Regions from separate parts of the Sus scrofa genome. Here region 1 is linked to region 2. A link is a contact called in public Hi-C data. All regions are on one chromosome and are shown on one strand. The core of a region is the stretch at or near the end of the contact, and the rest is flanking DNA. Distances in the headings are between cores, read along the strand shown. Region 1 has its middle 180 kb from the start of GATA6. Region 2 has its middle 68 kb from the start of MIR133A-2.

What was found. Hi-C and Micro-C count contacts between places; a contact is called where the count stands out from the background.
Region 1: a Hi-C map of embryonic fibroblasts shows a contact between it and region 2, with 1.7 times the contacts expected there. The contact joins two enhancer-like sites. A contact is called at or near these places in 3 of 47 Hi-C or Micro-C datasets (embryonic fibroblasts, fetal heart ventricle and heart right ventricle).

The regions. Positions count from the first base shown.
Region 1 is chr6:107,465,542-107,471,909 of Sscrofa11.1, forward strand. No RefSeq gene overlaps it. Among named protein-coding and RNA genes, the nearest start is that of GATA6, 180 kb to the left of the region's middle. Within about 2 kb of position 5,105, at least 5 of the 83 cell types and tissues checked have an H3K27ac peak or open chromatin away from gene starts, as enhancers often do.
Region 2 is chr6:107,063,246-107,070,289 of Sscrofa11.1, forward strand. No RefSeq gene overlaps it. Among named protein-coding and RNA genes, the nearest start is that of MIR133A-2, 68 kb to the left of the region's middle. Within about 2 kb of position 3,831, at least 3 of the 83 cell types and tissues checked have an H3K27ac peak or open chromatin away from gene starts, as enhancers often do.

The sequences.
Region 1 (6,368 bases), core at 3,855-6,354, 400 kb after region 2:
TCCATGGTGTAACTGGAAGATCTTATGTTCGTTTTCCCAACCAGAGATAACTTCAAGCATCATCATTTGTGTAACACCTAGTTTATAAATTATCTTACATACTTTACTAGGCTATTAAAAAATTCTGTTTCAGATTAAAAACCCTCTCAAAATAAAATCTAAATATCTTTCTTCCTGGGCACATCTTTCACAGGAAGAGTGGAGCTTTCTTTTCTCCCTTTATTGAAAGATTATATGGCTCTCAGGAAAAGAAAGCCACTGATGTTAGGTGGCTAAGGGCAAAGATTTAGGTTGAAGAAAAACTTGGGAAGATCTGCCTACTTGGGAAATGAAGAGAGTTTTATTTCTTAGAGGATTTATGGATTTACGTTTCCTCCAAAAGACAAATGACCCAGGAACACTTTTTTTTTCTCCCCAGCACTAACTCTAATCAATTACCTTTGTTACTAAAGAAATAAATAAACTCGAAAGAGTTAACAGAGTTAAAATGCACCGGATTCTAGTGTTTGGGGTTATCTGAAACTTTTTGTTGGGGGCGGGTAGGGGGCGTCCATTCTAGAGCTGAGCTTTAGCGGATCCCCTGTTATGGAGTTATTTTTCCTTTTGCCAGGAGTCTTGATCCACATGAGACAACTCACACAGGCTTAGAAGAATCACAGCATGTCAGGGCTGGAGGGCCCTTGAAAACGTCCCAGGCTAATGCCCCGCTTTACAGTTGGGACTTGGAAGGGCAGAGAGTGGGAACGAACGACTCTACTCTCCTGGAATTACCCAGCGGGGGCTGCCCAGGGTTCTGGGGTCGAATCCAACCCGGGGCTCACACAGCCCTTCTCTGCTCCCGACCCTCTCAGTCTTTGGCGACAGAACCCCTTTCTGCTCCGTCTGCACTCCAGCGCCCCCCCTCCATCAAACCAGGGGTGCGGACGTGTGAAACATTTCCACACTGGACCGGCTCGCGTTCAGGCTACTCCGCGTCGGGCTCGGCGAGCGCGGCGGGGCGACGCCGGCCGGGGCGGCCCGGCTCCGGCGGGGCGGCCCCGGCCGCGGCGCGCCAGGCTCTCGGGGGTCAAGTCCAGGTTGCGGCGCAGGAAGGCGGCGGGGGAGGGGCGGCCCGGCCGCGCCCCCACCTCCTCTCCCCTGCGCCGTGAGCGGAATGTTGGGACCGTTCCACCGGCGTGGTATGTCTGCATAAACATCATTAGCCTCCCGAGGCGGCACGTTGTGCATTTTCAATTTCGCCCTACGAACTGCGGCCTCCCAGAGTTGGAGAAGAGGCTGGAGACCTCGCCTCTCCGCTTTTCTGTTGCATCCCCGGCGCCCGCTTCCGGGACACCAAAGAGAGGGGAGCGCCCAAGCGTGAGGTCCCGGCTGGATTCTTAACGCACCTCATTTGTGATATTATCGTTGGCTCCGGAGGAAATCTTTTCTACTCACCTGAAACTGACAAAACGTAGCTTCAAATTAGGGTTTACTTTTTAATCTCCTGAGGGGCGAGCAGGGAGCAGAATCATCTGGCCCCTCTGTCTTTGGCAGCACAAGCCCTGGCAAGTGGCAAAGGCTGGACCTCAGTCCCAGGCCGCCCGGAGGTCGGCGCGCTCCGCCCTACTCCTTTACTGGCCTCCACGTGTCCACCCTCACCTGTGTCCCTGCCATCGTCCCTCAGGCCAGCCCACTCCCTCCTCCTCCCTGCCTCGCTGATTTCTCAGAGCACAGGCCGAATTCAGAACCTCCTTTCAAATCCACTACCTAAAAAATATCTACCTCAGCATCCTTAAATCCTCTGCTTTTCCCTCTTTGATGGGAAGCGCATCATCCTGCCGCTTAGGGTAAGAAACCTCAGAGCGGAGGAGACTTCCTTCGGGGTTCGTATTTTAAGGCAGATCATACATGATGGAGATGATAAAATCCCCATGGCAGTTTTGACTTTAAACATGAGGCGAGTTAACAAGGAAAGCAGCAATAAATTCAGCCCAGGGCATGACCCAGCACTAAATTGTCTCTTACAGTGTCCAGATTTCTAGCTAAGTTGTCAACCTGACATCCCCTTTCCCTGCTCAGCCTCTTCAATTCTCCTTTCAGGTTGTGCTGTTGTTTTGTTGGTTCGCTTTTGTGTCACTGCCAAGTTATCTCTGCCGTCATTTTCCCCACCTCCACCTCATTTTCGGACTCTGTTTTCCAAGTTCCTTAAGCATGACCAGGGTAATACACCCACAGCCTCCCTACTCAATCTCTCAAGTTGCTTCCCTGGTAGACGTTTTGAAACAAGCTCATGTCAGAACGTTTTGTTCAGTCTCTCCACATATAAGCGGGTGAAAGATGGAAGGACTTGGTATTTGCTGGAAGTGAAAACACGGGAGCTGCTGGCACTGACACCAGAATGTTCTTCTTGTTCTTTGCACAAGGTGATCGTGTATCCTTCACATTCTGGGTAAAAACAGCCAATGAGAACAGGTTGCCCCCAACTGGAGCCCCACAGTACGGGGAGGGTTAACCCAGAAGCCCTTAATGTGCCTGAGTAAATAGTCTGGGGAAGGATTAGACCATGTTAAACTAATAGGCTGATAATACTGATAAAGTTTTCCCAAAGATTCTTTCCACTTTATGATTAACAGTTACTTTTCTTCAAAGACAATTGGGTAAATGGTGTTGGTTTTAGGGCTTGGATCCCTCCATTCAGATAGCTACACAACAAGCCTGCAGTACCCATGGTATTATCTTTCCTGCTCCTGTTAGAAGGAAACCACGATATCATGACACACACATCACGCAGTATTTTCCTCTTGATGTTCTACGAGTCAAAATCAGGGAGATCAAAAGCCGTCAGCACACTGAATAAGCTTCTTAGAATAAAGTGTCCACAAGGCAGACAACTCCAGCTGCCCACTGGACAGTGTAAGAAGGGACGGGCAAAGGAGGATTTTCCTCAGCACATGAAAATCGCTCAGAGCCCATCTCTACTGGTGGTGTCAATTGTCCTCTGCTTCTTGCTCAGCCATGATAATAAATAACAATAATAATCATATTAAAACTGCTAATTCTTACTGGACATGTATGATAGGCCAGGCCCTATGCTGAAGGCCTGCTTACATGATCTCATTTAATCCTCACAACACGTCAGTGAGCTGGGTCCCTGTTATCCCCAATTTTATAGATGAAGAAATGAAGTCAGAAAGCGGTTATGTCCCTTGCCCAGGGCCACACAGCAAAGAAACAGAAATGAATTTAGAGCAGCACTTTGAACTCCTACACTCTCCTGCCTCTCGTATGTCTTCATACGGAAAAGTCAGTGGCAAAACCAATCAAGACATTTCATAAGATCTATTAAATAATTTGGAGAAAAGCTACTAGGAAGGGGATATTTGGTATGAACTCGGCACCCCAGCCTCAAAATGGCCCCTCATTTAGATAGGTTACATCACCTCCAATTTGAGGAAGGGACAAAGAAACTCAAAGAAGGGGAGTAATTTTGTTAAGGTCTGGGCTTTTCCTCTGCACACCAGCTTATGCCCATGTGTGGGTACATACGTGCGTGTGTGTAGGAAGGAGGGAAACAGACAAGTCCACTTAGGATGAGTAGCAAGAAATGAAGTCTTTTGTTTACTTTTTAAATATTTATTTATTTATTTATTTAGTCTTTTTGCCTTTTCTAGGGCCGCTCCCGCGGCATATGGAGGTTCCCAGGCTAGGGGTCGAATTGGAGCTGTAGCCCCCAGCCTACGTCACAGCCACAGCAATGCGGGATCCAAGCCGCATCTGCAACCTACACCACAGCTCATGACACCGGATCCTTAACCCACTGAGCGAGGCCAGGGATCTAACCCTCAACTTCATGGTTCCCAGTTGTTAACCACTGAGCCATGATGGGAACTCCACGTCTTTTCTTTAATAACCTGTCATCCTCCTTAAACTCATATCAAGTGACTGCAGCTGCTGGGGTGTCCCTGAAAAAGGAGAGATGGGGTGGGTGGGAATGACTGTGGTGAGCCTCAGGGGTCAGGGGCTCTGGGGACTGTCCCTGAGGACAGATAAAGTCTGGATGGTGGCAGCTGAAGGGGCACAGGCTTGGCAAAAGGCTGGACTCTTAATCAGCATGGAATAGCACCACTTGTAGGCACCACACAATGTCGTTTCTAAATCCTCTCCCCACACTCAGACAGCAGCATGTAGCTCTAGGTCTCGACTGTTGAGAAAAATTTTTGCTAAGATAGGCCCATGTGAATCAACCTCAAGTTCAGAGTCCTGCTCTCCCTGCAAGGGACTTAACCCCACAGAGGAGAACTGTTCCACATGCCAGGCTCATCTGTCTTGTCTGCTTGTCAGAGCCTCGCAGAAGCTCAGGGTGAAGAAATGTCCTGTTCCAACCTTCAAACAACGGAGAGCGTTTCTCCAGCCACCTTCACCACCTCAAGCTGTGGTGCAGTTGCAGAGAAACCTGACAAGTTCCTTCAAAACTGGAAACAGGAAGCGGCCACACATGAAATTTTGGACTCCTGAATGTGAGTTAATACATCAAGCAGCTGTACTGAATGTGACCATGAACTGGTGTTCCTCTGAATGCACTTAATAGCACAGCCAAATTTGAACTTCCTGTATTCCCCTGCAAGCATCCTTGCAAATCTGGCCTCTCGGTGACGTGGGTGAGCTGAGCATTTTTAGGACTTGGGGACATTGTGTTAAAGTGGAGGCAAAGAACATGATAGAGAAGAATGATGTATAAGAACAACAAGGTGACCCAGGAAGAGAGATGAGCCCTTCTAACATTGGAGACTGACTCTGAGAAGAGCATGAGGGTTCCTACCATTACATAAGAATAGGAAATATTTTGTAGGAGACTTAGTAACGTAGTAACTATTGAGCATTCTAATGCAGCGTATCCAGATGAGTGTGGGAATTGGTAGCTGTTGAAAGCAAGGTCCTGATTTGTAGATTTACAGCAACCTCTCATTGGCCAAAGAGATGGACCATAGCTGGCTTGTTTAGGGAAAGCAAGGAAATGTTTGAGGGATCTTCAAAATCCTTGGGCTAAAAGTCCATATGAAACACTATTCAGGCAACTTCCTCGAGGCTAGGAAGTCAGTTAGTTTTGTATTTCTGCCAGTTCTAGAAATAAATACAATACCTTGCATCTTATTTAAGCCTATGATCTCACTCTGCCCTTCACAACAGCCCCGTGAGGTAAGTGGCCCATAATCTTCTTGACGTCTGTTCTGCGGATGAAAAACAGTCAGAGGGAGATTCAGGGGCTCGATTCCGGCTTCCAGGTTGTTTCTCCATGGGGCCTGGGGCCCAGGTCTTCTGACAGCCCTGCGGCTATGTCTCCGCCAGTCACACAGAATAACCTGCTCAGTTGTCACATAGTAAATGCAGGGTGTGTCTAAGAATGGTGGGGGTGCTGGTAATAGCTGAGTGTGGGGGTGAAGAAAAGATAGTGGAGGACACCTGGAGATGATATTCTGCTTCTTCCCAGGGCGAGGATAAAGGTTGAAACATGAACATGGGGCCCGTGGGGGTTCCCTCCCATCACAGGCTCCTTTCCCTTGTCCCCGGAGCTGTCTCTGGGTGAGGATAAGCACCGTGATTCATGAGTTGCTAAAGACTTCGGAGGAAACTACTCTTATATAAACACCACTGATGTGGAATAGCTGTAGAGATCCAATTATTCAAAGTTGACTTTTATTGTACTTTCCAACTGAATTTGTTGTCATTCCTCATCTCTGTCCCTTTCCTTTAGTTGAGAGGTTTTTTTTTTCTTTTCTTTTCTTTTTCTTTTTTTGCAAACACTCCTATCTCGGTAGCTTCATATAATTAGAACTGACTGTCTTGCTTGCCTCACATTGAAAATGAGTGTTTCTGGGAGTTCCCTGGTGGCTCAGCGGGTTAAGGATCTGGTGTTGCCATTGCTGTGGCATGGGTTTGATCCTTGGCCTGGAAACGTCTGTGTGCCATGGTATGACAAAAAAAAAAAAAAAAAAAAAAAAAAAAAAAAGAAAGAAAGAAAATGAGAGTTTCTGAGCAGTGTGCACTGATGATGGGCAGGCATGTCTGTCAAGTTGGGGCTCCTCATGCACCAGAGGCCTCTGGGATCACCAAGCGCATTTCCATCAAGCCCGCAGGAGTAAGAAAAGCCTGCAGCACTGCAGGTGGAAAGGCTGCCATGGGCCCTTTTGGAAATGATACCTGCCACTTCTGCTTAGATCCATTGTCTAAAATTTGGTCACAGGTACACACCTACCTATGGCGCATGCAGGGAAGACATCCTGATTTGTGCCAGGAAAGAAGGGAATGGGTTTGAGAAAAGCCAGCAGCTGTACCCCACTGTTTCTTCACATAGGTGTTTTTCTTAACAGAGCAGTGCTAGGCCATGAGCT
Region 2 (7,044 bases), core at 2,581-5,080:
TACCTAACCTCTCACATTTTAGTAACAATGACTTTTACTATTTATTTATTTATTTATTTATTTATATCTTTTTAGGGCCACACGCGTGGCATATGGAAATTCCCAGGCTAGGGGTCGAGTCAGAGCTGTAGCTGATGGCCTATGTCACAGCCACAGCAACGCTAGATCTGATCCACGTCTTCGACCTACACCACAGCTCACAGCAATGCCGGAGCATTAACCCTCTGAGCAAGGCCAGGGATCGAACCTACGTTCTCATGGATGCTAGTCAGATTCGTTTCTGCTGAGCCATGATGGGAACTCATATTTATTTTTTTTTAACAGCTGATATTTATTGAGTTCTTCTTATGAGCCAAGAACCATGCCGAATGTGTTACCCATGCATCGTAATCCTCTAACAACTCAATAGTGTTGATAGCGCTAGTGGCTCTGACTTTGGGGTGTGGAAATGAAGGTTTTTTGTTTTATTGTGTTTTTTTTGCAGTGACTTCTAATACTTAATTACATAGAATAACTTTTAAAATAAATTGCTCTGTAGAGGGAGACAAGAAAAGGAAAAGTAGAAGTTATCATTCCAGAGCTGAGGGGCCTTGGGAGCGTGGCCTGGAAAGTCTTCTTCTGGGCCGCCCTGGCTTGGTAAGGAGGGAGGTCAGGGTTGCCTGGAAAGTTGTGGGCATCATTCCAGGGCTCTGGCGAAGTTATCCTAAGCCAGGCAGTTTGGTTTCCTCTAACCCAGTCCCTTCAAGTTCAGCATCTGTTATCCTTCAGCCTGATCTCCTCTCCCCTGGGAAGAAGAAAAGAGCAAGAAGGCGTCACCCCAGTGTCTCCTGCGGGGGAAAAGCACTGCCACCATGCTGTCCTGCACCTCCTCTCCATCCCATTATGTCCCAGGAATCCTGAGGGCTTGTTATTTCACAACATAGGAACCTCAGACTGCAGGTTGGAAAAAATAGGAATCATCTCCCTCTGGTTTCAGCAGAGTATTTACCTCTGTGTGGGACCTTAGGCATTTCCTATGTGAAGGTGAAGGAAGACACACCGTCCTGCTGGCCCCACTGGGGAGGGCAGGTGGTGTTCTCTGTGCCCCCACCTGGAATTCTGCTTGCACAGGGGAAACCAAGCTTCCTGAACAAGAAGTGTTTTCTATCTGTGTGTGTGGTCAGAGGCTGTCAGACCGGGCCTCAACTGAGGAAATTGTTCATTAAAGAGAAACCTCTAAATTTTTTTCTCTTTTTAAGGGGATGTTCTAGGTGTGAAGTAACTGCCTAATAAACGTCAAGACGGTGAGTAAATGTGACATTCTTGTGCGTCAGGATAGCAACGTAAGCACTTATTGAGTACCTACCACACACAGTGCATTATACATATCGTCTGATTCCGTCACTGAATTTCATTTTACCTGTGAGGATGGGGAGGTTCAGAGAAATTCAGCAAATTTCTCAGTTTTTCATTTAGTTAGTAGCTGCACTAGGGTTCCAACATTAGTTTTCTTTTTCTTATCTCCCCTCCCTCCCTTCCTATCTTTTTTTTTTTTTTTAAACCACAACCTGATATCGCACACCTGCCTTTGATGGGAGCTCTGAGGTCTGTCAGGAAAAAAGGTGATGTGAGAATTGACTGTCAATGAGAGTTTCAAGTTGAATGGGAAGAACCCAGGCGGTTAGTAACATACCTCACCTTCCCCCTTCTTGAGTTTTTCCCTGAAGGATTGTAGGAAAAAAAAAATTCCCTGGACTGGTGTCTTCCTTGGTGCACCAACTCCTCTCTCCCACGAGGGGTCAGTAAAATCCTCTTAGTGACCTGAAGAGCTGCTGCTGCCATTAGGACTCCATGGCTTAGCCCTGGGGCAGGGGGATCTTTCTGCTGTTGGAGGGAGCTCTGCCTTTCACGTACTCTCTTTCGCATGCCTCTTTCTTCAAGCCGAATTCATCTGACACCTGCACCCCATCCCCACGTTACCTTCTGGTGTGAAATGGATGAAATGAACACAAAGCCTTAATTTACTCTTTTCTTTTAAAATAGTGTTTCAGTTAACAATGACTGAAATAGGAGTTCCTGTTGTGGCGCAGTGGAAACGAATCCAACTAGGAACAATGAGGTTGTGGGTTCGACCCCTGGCCTTGCTCAGTGGGTTAAGGATCTGGCGTTGCTGTGAGCTGTGATGTAGGTCGCAGATGTGGCTGGGATCCTGCGTTGCTGTGGCTGTGGTGTAGGCTAGCAGCCGTAGTTCTGATTCAATCCCTAGCCTGGGAACCTCCATGTGTCACAGGTATGGCCTTAAAAAAAGAAAAAAAATGATTGAACATAAAACAGGGTTACAAATTATTAAAGTTCTATGTTTTGTAATTGTTGTATCTAAGTATTCAGAATGAGAACTGACAGGTCAAAAGCACTAATCATACATTTAACATGTATGAAGTACCTCCTAAGGTGTGGTGGCTCATTCTTCCCATGGCATTTGAACCCTGGCAGTCCAGCTCCAGTCTCTGACCCTAGTCTGTAGCACATAGCCTCTCGACCAGACAAACAGAAATCAGTGCCTTCCATGGTTTTGGCAAAAGAGGTATTCAAGTTAATATGGACATTCAAGATCAAGGTTTTTGTGGGGCCTGGAGCTTATATAATTTGGGATGTCCTCTTTAGGAAAACAATAGAAAATCACAAATACAAACGTAGACATTAAAGTAATTTTTTTTTTTTTTGGTCCTTTTGCCATTTCTTGGGCCGCTCCCGTGGCACATGGAGGTTCCCAGGCTAGGGTCGAATCGGAGCTGTTGTTGCTGGCCTATGCCAGAGCCACAGCAACGCAGGATCCGAGCCGGGTCTGCTCACGGCAACACCGGATGGTTAACCCACCAAGCAAGGCTAGGGATTGAACCTGCAACCCCATGGTTCCTAGTTCGATTCGTTAACCACTGAGCCACGACAGGAACTCCAGTAAATTTTTATTTAGAATGAGAAAAATAAATCACAGCAAATTGCAATTAGGAAAAAAGACTACAAATATTTCCAAATCGGGGATGGGGGGAACATATTTTTATTAAGAAATCCCTTTATTGTAAATGCTTCCCCCACACACACCCCATCCCTAATATCTTGACTGGAGACCAGGCCATTTTGACTAGGTGTTAATACCTAAATCTTTGGCTCACCATTTACATGTCCGATGATTGGAAGAATTTTTCACAGGCCAGCTTCCAGTTGCCTTTATTGCAAATGTTTTTTCTCCCGCACGACCCATGTATGAGGGGGCCATGGGACACATGTATCCTGACGGACCCTCTTGGCCCTGCCTTCTTTCATCACACCACCAGGCAGGGAGGGGGAGAGGCGTGGTCCTAGAAGCCATGTCCATACCAGGCTGGCTTAGCAATCACTTCAACATACAGAGAAGCCACCACAAGCCATGTCGATGTCTGCCCTTGACACAGAGAAGCAGAAGAAAAGTGGGAGTGCAAACACTAAGTAGTCTTCACCAATTGCCCTTGAAATATATGACTTTTAGAGTTCCCACTGTGGCACAGCGGCTTAAGGATCCAGAGCTGCTGCAGCTGCAGCTCGGATTCGATCCCTGGCCGGGAACTTCCTTATGTGATGGTTGCGGCCAAAGGTGGGAAACAAAACAAAATATTACTTTCACCTATTTTACAAACAATGTGACCCTATGAACCACTCCGGGACCCTTCCCCAGGTTTGGGAGGGGCCTGCCTGAGGGCCTGTGGCTCAGGCCTCTTGAGGATTAGGGGAAATGCCCCCAGACGTCCTTACGGAGCTAACTCAGGCCTGGCCTTTCTGTGGCTGGAGGGGAGTGTGCCAGCAGATGGCAGAGAGTCACCACCGCCTGTTGCTGGCAAGGACACCATCTCCATCTAGTGAGAGGATCTCTCCAACAGCAGGCAGGCCAGGCACAGGATCACAGGTTTCCCCATTACCCCCAATGTTGCAGTCTCTTCGAGGATAAAACGCAATAGGGAAGGGCGGTATCGTTATATCAGTAAGAAAGATCAAGGGACAGCGGGACAAAAGTGCTTGTGCAGCAGACACCTAACAACATGCAGCTTTCTCGTGTTAGCCACGTCCCTGGGGACCCGGTGCAGATGGAAGCCTTGCTCATCCCTCTCCCTTGGCCTGAGAACTTCTCCATCCAGGGCACGTCCTACACTCTGCCCCCGAGCCCTGGAGCCTTCCCAGGAGTGTCAAGATGGGGATCTCTCCTCTATCCCAACTCCTACAAGTTTTAACAGTTCCCATCACAGCTATTTGTTAAGGACCTATTCTGGGTGAGCCTTTGGTTTAACCTCAGGGGTTTGCTTACAAAGCATTTTATGTGAGTCCCATCTCTGTTGAGCCAAATTATAAACAAATTGATGACAGGGACCAGGATTTCTTGCTGGCCTATCGCAGCTGTGGGCATGTCAGCACTGGATAAATACTCAAGTGATTGATGCAGGTCCGTCTCCTCTCTGAGGACCGAACCTCTTGGCAGCTTCCTCTGAGGAGCCTGGAGGCTCCCTAGCCTGGTGGAGAAGGAGATAAAGTTCCCTGAAGGGATTCTAATGGGGTCCCCTACCCTCGCTGTGGGGCTCTCTCACAGTTGGTAGCTCAGATCACAAGCAACTTTTCTTCTCCAGGGAACTGGTTAGAGGCTTTGATTTTTGCAAAATGGTCTTCCGAATCTAGTGACTGCCACCCCTCGCCCAGGTTTCTTTCTTTTTCTTCCTTTTTTTTTTTTTTTTAGGGCCACACCCATAGCATATGGAGGTTCCTAGACTAGGGGTCAAATTGGAGCTGTAGCTGCCACCCTACACCCCAGCCACAGCAACACTGGATCCAAAACACATATGTGACTTATGCTGCAGCTTGTGGCAACACAGGACCTTAACCTACTGATCAGGGCTGGGGATTGAACCTGCATCCTCATGGATACTAGTTGGATTTGTAACCCACTGAGCCACAATGAGAACTCCCCAGATTTTTTACTCAAAACTGGATCTAGCCCGGTGTCTCCTAATGTCATGAGTACATCCGACCTTCTCTTGTCATGTGTCTGTCCGGGGAGGCATGGGCAGAGCGACTCAAGTCTCACCCTGACCTGGTTTCAGTGCTCTGTCCCCTTGCCTCCTCGCCCTGCTTTCCTCCTGTGCTTAGGACCCTCCAAAGGCTTTGCCTCTAACCTGGGAAAGAAAACAGAATCCCTCCATGGTCCAGGCCCCTGGCATCCTCCCACCCCAGCCTCTCACTGCCTCCTTTTTCTTTCCCAAACATGCCACCCACTTTTCTACCCCTGGGCCTTGCATCTGCTGTTCCCTCCACCTTCAACGACTTTCCCATGAACATTCACAGGGCTCACCCCTCACTTCCTTCAGGCATCTGCTCAAATGTCTCCTCACCAAAGAGGGCTTCCCCGACGACTCTGAGTGTAACAACCAGTCCCCACCCTTTCTTACCCTGGTCCCCTCACTGTACCATTTTTCCTTGTTCACTGTTTTTCTCCCCCAACCAGAACATAAATTCTGTGAGGGCACAGCCTCTGCCAATCTTGGTCATGATTGTATTCCCAGTGCTCAGAACAGATTCTGACACATCCTAGCAGGCATCCATTAAACACGTGTTGAAAGATCAGATTAAGTGAAATAATATGTGAAACTGCTTCATAAGGAGATTACCAAAAGTAAGTTGTCACCAATGCAACAATCGCTAATAATTATCGATTATTTACTAATGCCAATCACCATGCTAAGAGTTTACATCTCATTTAATTTGCACAGCACCAAGATTCCTATTGTCGTTTATGATTTTTAGTCAAATAAACTGTTTTCTTAGTAACTTGGGCCCTGATAAGGAAGAAGGAAAACAGAGTTACCAGTTGGTTAAAATGCTGCAAACCCACACCTGGAGTGACTTGTCTTGTCTTTTTTTTTTGTCTTTTTGCCTTTTCTAGGGCTGCTTCCGCGGCATATGGAGGTTCCTAGGCTAGGAGTCCAATTGGAGCTGTAGTTGCCGGCCTGCGCCAGAGCCACAGCAACACGGGATCCGAGCCATGTCTGCAGCCTACACCACAGCTCACAGCAACGCCGGATCCTCAACCCACTGAGCAAGGCCAGGGATTGAACCCTCAACCTCATGGTTCCTAGTTGGATTTGTTAACCACTGAGCCACAATGGGAACTACTCATTTTTTTTTTTTTTTTAACATGACATTGTGATGTCTAAGTTGTGTTTGTTTCCCCAAACCAATTTCTCTGAACTTGGCTGGGCTCTGTGTGAGGACAAGACATTGGGGAAAGTAAATGAAGCCCTTGAAAACATGTTGGCCTGTCATTTTCCCTGCGCTTCTCCCCACCCTGATCCTCTAATAATGTTCTTGCTGGGGAAAAGGACATAGACAGAACCCTACCAGCAGGCTAAGAATTCTTGGTCTGAAGAAGCCTTTGAGGTCATCAGCCTGCTCCCCTTTTTTTGATTTTCCAAGGAGGAAATCCAGCCTTCAGGAAGCCATTCTCCCAATGGGGTGGCATTACTTTTCTTTATCAAACTCTTTGTCCAAAATCAGAAGATGAACCATATACATCACCAATACACCTTTAACTTGGCCGGCCACTTGATGGTTTTAAGGGACAAGGGGCCATGCCTGCTCTATTTTTGCTGACTTCTTCCTACAAAACTGACACCAGGTGTTTGACATCCATCCCTTAAAAATTATTTGGGACTCTGCTATTCTCTTAAGTGATACACCGGTGTCTTTTCTGATGACAGCAAAGTAACAGCGTGCTCAGCTAAATGAAGAGCTGGAGTTTCACATGGTATAGAGATATGTTTTCCAAAAACCTGCTGCCAGAATCTATCATCACAAATTTGAAACCCCAGCTTGGTGGGGGAAAGTATTCCTGAAAACACTTGGAAGCCATGGGCAAGACAGTTTTGCTCAGAAGAGTGATTCAAAAACATTCTTCACCCTTGTTTGCGAATTGTCTAAGAGAGGGAAGGCAGCGTTCTAATATTCCTTTCTTTTTCTGTCATGTTTAATTTCAAATTAGCACTTGCC